Linked DNA regions of Gossypium arboreum: region 1 is linked to region 2. Evidence: chromatin contacts called from public Hi-C data. All regions are on one chromosome and are shown on one strand. Each heading gives the region's core, a stretch centred on a gene start, on an enhancer-like site or on the middle of the called end of the contact. The rest is flanking DNA. Distances are from core to core; before and after follow the strand shown. Region 1 holds the start of LOC108487543 (50S ribosomal protein L28, chloroplastic-like). Region 2 holds the start of LOC108487378 (phosphate transporter PHO1).

Region 1 (3,591 bases), core at 254-2,753, 180 kb before region 2:
TAAAAGCAAGGACGATTTAATGGAAAAAAATTGAAAGAAAAAATCACACTATATAAAATTAAATATTTCTTTCCAATACGCAAAAAAGAATAACTAATACTATACTAAACATATCACAAACATCATTATAATTCCAAAATCAAATTAAAAAAACTTGGCCTTAGTCCTATTTCTCAATACTAGGCATCCTAAATTGCACCCTCTGTTTTATATAACATTGAACTCATCAATGATAGAATCTGTTGAAAATTCTTAAGCTATCTCTTTTTCGATTTATGCCACCAAGTAAGTTGAAAGAAATTCATCCTCCATTCTGTTACGAAGCATTGTCTTCACAATTTTCATGACTGAAAACATTCGTTCGGTTGTTGTAGTAGACATGGGAAGAGTTAGCACAAGACAAATAATTCTATCAAGAATAGGATAAATATTTGACTTATTTGTTTTAGCTAGCACTTGACACAACTTAACAACTATAGAAGCTTTCTACAACTTTGTACTTTGATGAGCATCAAATTGAAAATGCTCCAATTGAATCTTCATGTGTTGAATCTTCATGTGTAGCTTTCCTTGCTTCGTAAAATCATTTGGATAAAAATCATTCATAAGTTTGTAGATATCTTCCACCTGAAAAGTTTTGTAATTATTGAGTTGATCCAAAGCAGAGCTAAGAACAAGTAACTCCGCTACCTCATCATTAAAGCGAGAATTCATTTCTATTAACAATGAAACAATACCAACAATGAATATATCAAATCGATAGTGATGCTCAATTGTGAAGTTATCTCTTTGGATGTGAGACCGACCTCGACCAACTTTGTACGGAGCACTTAAACTGGGGACTTCTATCTCATGTTCTTTAGAAAATAACTTCACTTTCTCAAACAAAGGATCTCACTCATGTTTTCTGGATTTTTGGAGAAGTGTTTAAGTTGATGACATCAGCTGCACCGCATTTAGTATATCCTACGATTTATACTGTAATGCTTGATAGAAATCATCACTGATATCAAGCATCTCAATTATGAAATGCAAGATGAAAACAAATTCAACAGATGTCATTGCATCATTTATTCCATCAGCTTCACCCATTTGAGTAAGGTTGTTGGATTTGATGATATCTTGTAATACAACACAGACATAATCGAATATCCTCATCAAGCTATTGAGAGAAGCTAAATGAGATCCCCATTGGGTATCACTTGGACGTTGTAGAATACCTACTTGATTTTTGCGTCAAATAAATTAATTTTAGAATTTAACTTTAAAGTCCATATTGGACCTCTAAATTTAGTTTTCAAGGTACATCATACATTAATATTTGACTATTATTATTTAAGATATATAATTAAAACTGAAAATACTTTATCTATATAAAATATAACTATATGACTTAAGGGACAAATTATATAAAATACAATTTAACCAAGGGGTCAATTGTTATATAATATACACACTAAATCTAAAATATATGATAATTTATATATAAAATCTACAAATCTAAAAATTCTAAAGACGGCTGCCTCCCGCGCCCCAAAATCCGGCCGCGCCTCAAAATCCAAACCTGATCATCCTTGACCAATATACCAAATGCTAGGTTGAAAACTCTTAAAAATTTAAAATTAAATTCTCATTAAAATCATTATTCCTTTTAAAAAATAAAATCATTATCCTAGCCAGTATCCACGCATTGTCTCCTTCCTTCACAAAAGAAAAAAGCGGTCAGACAAAGAGAGAAACGGGTAGACAGAGAGAGCAACAATGGCAACGTTGGCCACTTTGGGAACTACTTCACTCCTTCGGTTTCAGAAAGCAGACCCCCTAACGGCAAGCCCATCTCCACATCTTCTGGGTTCTCTCTCTTCTCAACTCAGTGGCATCAAACTCTCCTGCAACCTCCCTGACGTGGCACCTCTCAAATCCATATCCTCACCTTTCACTCCTTCTCTCCAGCCTGTTGCTCGTAAATCCTTCCTCTCTTTTCCATCTTACTCTTAATATTTTTATTTCACATTTCAGTTTTTACAATTAAGTTCCCGGGTTGCTTTCAATTTTGCTCCTTTCTAAATGTTTCTTTTTCAATTATGTAAAATTTCATTATGGTATTGAAAAGAAACAATGTTGTAATGCAAGTGGGTGATTTTAGAAGACTTTTAGTGAAAAATTCAAATAATATATCTGGGTTTGTATACTTGAATGCAAATTTTAAATGAAAATGTCAAATTCCTCTGTTTAAGTTGCATTTTGGAAAATATTTAGAAGACATAAATGCCAAGCTAGAATCCTTGAATTGTCTGCATTTGAATATATGTATATATATTCTCATTTTATTGGCAACCTCCTTGCGTTACATAGCATGCTAATTCTAAGCTTGAACTAGATAAATTAGAGTTTATGAAAGTGAAATGAAACGTGATGTCTAGTTCTGTTGGTATGAGTGATGAGTTATGTTAGCCAGACTCTTCATTTTCTCTAAAGCGCCTCTGTCCTACACCTGTATGTGAAGCGTATTTGGACATGAGTAAAGGACATAAGTTGAATATACTCGAACATATATTTGTATATGGCAATCTTCATTAGGCCTAGATAGCACTAGTGATTAGGATGTCACTATTTTGAAAGAATGGAACGAACATTTGTTGATTTAAATTAGAGCCAATGAATAGTTAACAGTTATTCATATGTTGATTGATCATTTTCAGGCAGAGTATGCCCTTTCACTGGAAAGAAGGCAAACAAAGCTAACAAAGTATCCTTCTCGAACCACAAGACAAAGAAATTGCAGTTTGTCAATCTCCAATACAAGAAGGTTTGGTGGGAAGCTGGTAAACGCTATGTAAAACTGCGCTTGTCGACCAAGGCGTTGAAGACCATAGAGAAGAACGGACTGGATGCTGTTGCTAAGAAAGCTGGAATTGATCTTTGCAAGGAATGATAAGGTAACCTAATTTTTAAATTCAGGTTGTAGTTCGAAAACTATATTCGAAGAAAACAAAATCCTCGTTAAGCCTTTCGCTAATTCCAAGTCTTTTTCCCTTTATTTTGATTTCTTCTTCTTTAATGCAACTCCTTTTGGTTTAAATGAGAATATCATGATTCTGATTATTGCTCTTTAGTTGTTGGAGGATGAGGCATAAATTACAGATGTAGGCATACCTAAGATTAGAAGGTTTGCTTGGTTAAAGATTGAGATTTAAGATAACTGCATGTAACCAACAATTTTTTAGTGGTGCCGAACTCTACCACCCTCACCACCTCCTTAACAAATCCGATGATCCTAAGTTGAGTTTGCCTCTAGTGATTGAACCTGAAAAAAACAAAGCATGGAGAAGAGAAGTTAGATAAGAGTGGAAGGAAACCGAGTAAGAAGAGAGGCATGACCGTAAAGAAACAGGATAAAAAGATTGTAAACCGCTCAATCTCGGGTAGGGGTTGTAGAAATCCGAGAAGAATGATTGAGGAAGATGTGAAAGCTAACTAGGAATTAGGGAAGTTGTTAGGAATTTGGCATCCTCATTGTTTTTCATATTACTCACCATATTTCTAACAATCACATTAACTATCAACACATTTAATTGGTAAATGATTAAC
Region 2 (3,683 bases), core at 946-3,445:
TAAGACTTTAATTTTATCATTCAACTAACAGTTTATTTTTAAAATATATTATCCATGATCATTATATTTTTTATTTTACTTTTTTGTATTTAATTTTTATGAAATTAAATATTAATATTTAAATTTAATTCAATTATATATATTAACTTTGACATGTATTTATTTTTCTATTAATAAATTTATTTTCCAATTAGAACCTTTTCAATAACGGCAAAACTAGTTAATTTTACATAAAAATAATTTTAATGAATTCTTCTCAAGATTAATATATAATTAAATTAAACACATTTTTTTATGAAAGAAGTCAAATATATTTAGATTTATAGCAATTTAATGCATAATTAAATTTCTATTTTAATTAGAAATAGAGAAATGAATAAACTAAATAGTTATATAGATCAATAATAATAGGGTATAATTATATTTTATTCAAAAATTGCTTAGTAAATAGACTTTTAAGGGTTTCTGGAATTATTTTTTCGAACATAAGGGGTAAGTGGATATTTTTCAACCATATGAAATAAGTGTATTTTACATTAAAGAAGAGGAATAAATCTTTAAAATTTAAGCTCACACTTAAGCGTTTTTAAGTAGTTTCTTTTAACATTCAACTACATAAATACACCCGTAATAATATTTTCCTTTAAAAATTAAAATTAAATTAATATCTAATTAGCTCATAATATTAATTCAATAAAAGATCAAATTTGATGATATGTCTATATACGGTAGAATTGGCTCTTGACAAGATTTTCAAACCCCATTAAAAGACCTTAATTAAATGGAAAAAAACCTTAAATTCAATCTAATTGATATAATTATTTTTAAGAGATAAAAAGTATAAAATGGAATCTCATCATAGTAATTTATTTTCCTTTTATCATCCAATAATAACAACGTTGCTAAAGTATCAATGTGGAATTGTGAAATTTGACCAAATCTAAAAAACAATCCATTATTAAATTATTGATGCACCAATGTAAAACTTTCCCTTTTTTTTTTTTTTCTTTTTTCTTATTTATTTTGTGTGTTTGGTGCCAAAAGTTTGCTGTACTTTTTAATCCAAAAAGCAAAATTTCCCAGTAAAGTTTGAGTGGATTTTTATAACTCCAATTTTCACACATTATCACATTATTTACCTTTACTGTATTACTCCATAAAAACAGCAAAACTAGCCAATCAAAACACAATTTTAACTTTAATTACCTTTTTTCAACTTTTTTCCTTTCGCCTTTGAATTTCGTAATGCAAATAGTATGTAAGAGATTAAAAAGTAACTAATTTCCAATAAGGTCTAATAATGCCCAGTCGCTCTACTCTTTAGTCATTTTACTTTTAATTTCATAAATCTAGTCATTTTTCTTTGTCTAATTTAAAAATTAAGATAGCACTTTGATATGGTTTTCTAGAATATGATTCAATATAATTGATACACATAAGAAAATACAGATCGAATTTCCAAGAAATTTACATTGATACATTTTATTCACTATACACTCTACTAGAAATGTGGGGTAAATTCAAAATTACGTCATCAAATAAAATATAAAATATTATTAATTTAAAAATGATATTTATTATTAATAAAAAGTATTTTATTATTAATAACCTTGTAAGTTAATCTATTTATTTTAAATAAAATAGTTTAATAAAATTATCTTAAAATAAATATTTAATATGTATGTACATTAGAATATATTTTAAAATTTATTTTGATAGTATTTAAAATATATTTAAAATTAAATAATTTTTATGATTTTGTGTTGAAAAGTATTCCACATAAATAAATAAATAAGAAAAGGGAAATTTTGTCTCATAAATAAGTTTTAACTTATCAACTATACGAGAAAGTTACATTCCCACCATTATTCAACGAAATAATATCTTTAGAGTCGAAGGGAAGTAACTCGCAATCATCTGCAAAGAAAAGCTATATTCTAAGGAAATTTAATATATGTGGAATCACTTTTCCACTAGTTAAATTTTAAAGAAATTGATCACTTTCCATCGTACCAAAAGCTCTCTAAAATCTAGATAATATTATTAATTGACTTTTGTTAAATTTGTATGGAGTTATTAAATGGGCTTAATTTTTAAATAAGACAAAATTTCCTTAGGGGCTAAATTTCAAAAGTGAGAAGAATAGAGGGAGTAAGAACATATAAAAACCTTTCCAATAAGAACAAGCTAACTCTCCACTTTCTCCACACGTTTCTATCTCTTCTCTTGTATGTCTCTCTCTTTTTCTCTATATATAAACCTCACTAATCCCCTCTCAAACCCCTCCATGCCCTCTTTCTCTCTTTCTCTCTCCTTTTTCTTTCTCATTTTCCCACTTTGTCATCTCCCACCAACATTTCTTTTTTCTCTCCACCAACAATAACAAAATAGAAGAACACCAACACAACAACAATGGTGAAGTTCTCAAAGGAGCTTGAAGCTCAATTAATCCCTGAATGGAAAGAAGCCTTCGTTAACTATTGGCAACTCAAGAAACATGTAAAGAAGATCAAGCTGTCTAGGACTAACAAACAAATTGCCTCAGTCGAGTTTACCCATGATTTTGGTCGCTCAATCCTCGACCCTATTCGTTTCATCGCCTTGAAAGTAGCATCAACGACCAAGCACTTCTTCACCTCCTCCAACAACAATACTGATGAGATCATTCAGGTATAAATCATTAATAAGAATCACAACAGGAAAATTGGGTTCTGCTCCTTTTTTGCATTTCTTCATTGATTTCCACATAAAGTTGTGGAAAATTGAACTTCTCTTATATTTTTCTTCTTCTTTCCCTTCCCTATTGTTTTTCTGCAGATATTGTTTCGCCTACGTACACTAATACTATTTCCCTTCCCCCCTCACAAACCGATTTTCTCACCGTTTGATCAATGGGTCCCATATATCAAAGCTTCGTGACGAATCTCTATATTTTGTGAATAAATTAAAATTCAAGATTAATATCAACTCAACTATTACACTTTATAGTTAAGTTATATGGTTAGTGGAATTATTACATCTTTTTTGTCGTTTATATTTATTCACTTTCATTTGCTTGCAAAATATTTAAAAAAATTCATAATTGGAAACACTTCCTTTCTCTACATTCTTGGATATATTTAGTATAATGTTGGATGGAATCTTGAAGATCAATATAATGGGGGGTTGTCTTCTTTATTTGTGATCATAATTTAGGCTACTTTATTTGCAAACTTCCTTGAGAGATTTCTGATTTTGTCACGAAAGCAAATAAGCAACGGTTTCAAGTTATAATATCACGAAACTAACGTGAATATAGAGACGAAGGAAAACAACCGCTTATACCCAAAAAACCAGTGAAAAGGACATCAAAGCATGAGCCTTCCATATATATACCAGTGCTTTTCATTATATACTTTTTTCATGTTATAGGTAAGGAGTAAAAGCATGGATTCAGATGAAGAAGTACTCTATCAAACTGAACTCCTTCAATTGTTTTCTGAAGAAGATGAGGTACGTTTAATTATACCCCGTCCCTGTACTTTTCACACTTTCAAAGTTTAATCCCTCTAATTGATAACTTTGGTTGTCGGCTTTTGATAAATTTGAATATTGGGTATTTAATTGTTTAGTCCCCATAGTAGGAGATAGATTGTATTTTACCGCTTCTACTAAAAAAATGGACAATTAATCTTTGAATGTTA

Evidence for each region. A called contact is a pair of places that touch in the nucleus more often than the background predicts.
Region 1: a contact with region 2 is called in a Hi-C map of leaf, with 2.3 times the contacts expected there. The contact joins the promoter of LOC108487543 here to the promoter of LOC108487378 in region 2. A contact is called at or near these places in 2 of 5 Hi-C or Micro-C datasets (both in leaf).

The regions. Positions count from the first base shown.
Region 1 is chr10:96,097,085-96,100,675 of ASM2569848v2, reverse strand. It overlaps LOC108487543 (50S ribosomal protein L28, chloroplastic-like), which reads left to right and starts at 1,503. Exons shown (of 2, transcript XM_017791914.2): 1 at 1,503-1,963; 2 at 2,703-3,105. The coding sequence starts at 1,762. The coding sequence ends at 2,935.
Region 2 is chr10:95,918,113-95,921,795 of ASM2569848v2, reverse strand. LOC108487378 (phosphate transporter PHO1) reads left to right here and starts at 2,195. Exons shown (of 15, transcript XM_017791706.2): 1 at 2,195-2,670; 2 at 3,412-3,492. The coding sequence starts at 2,413.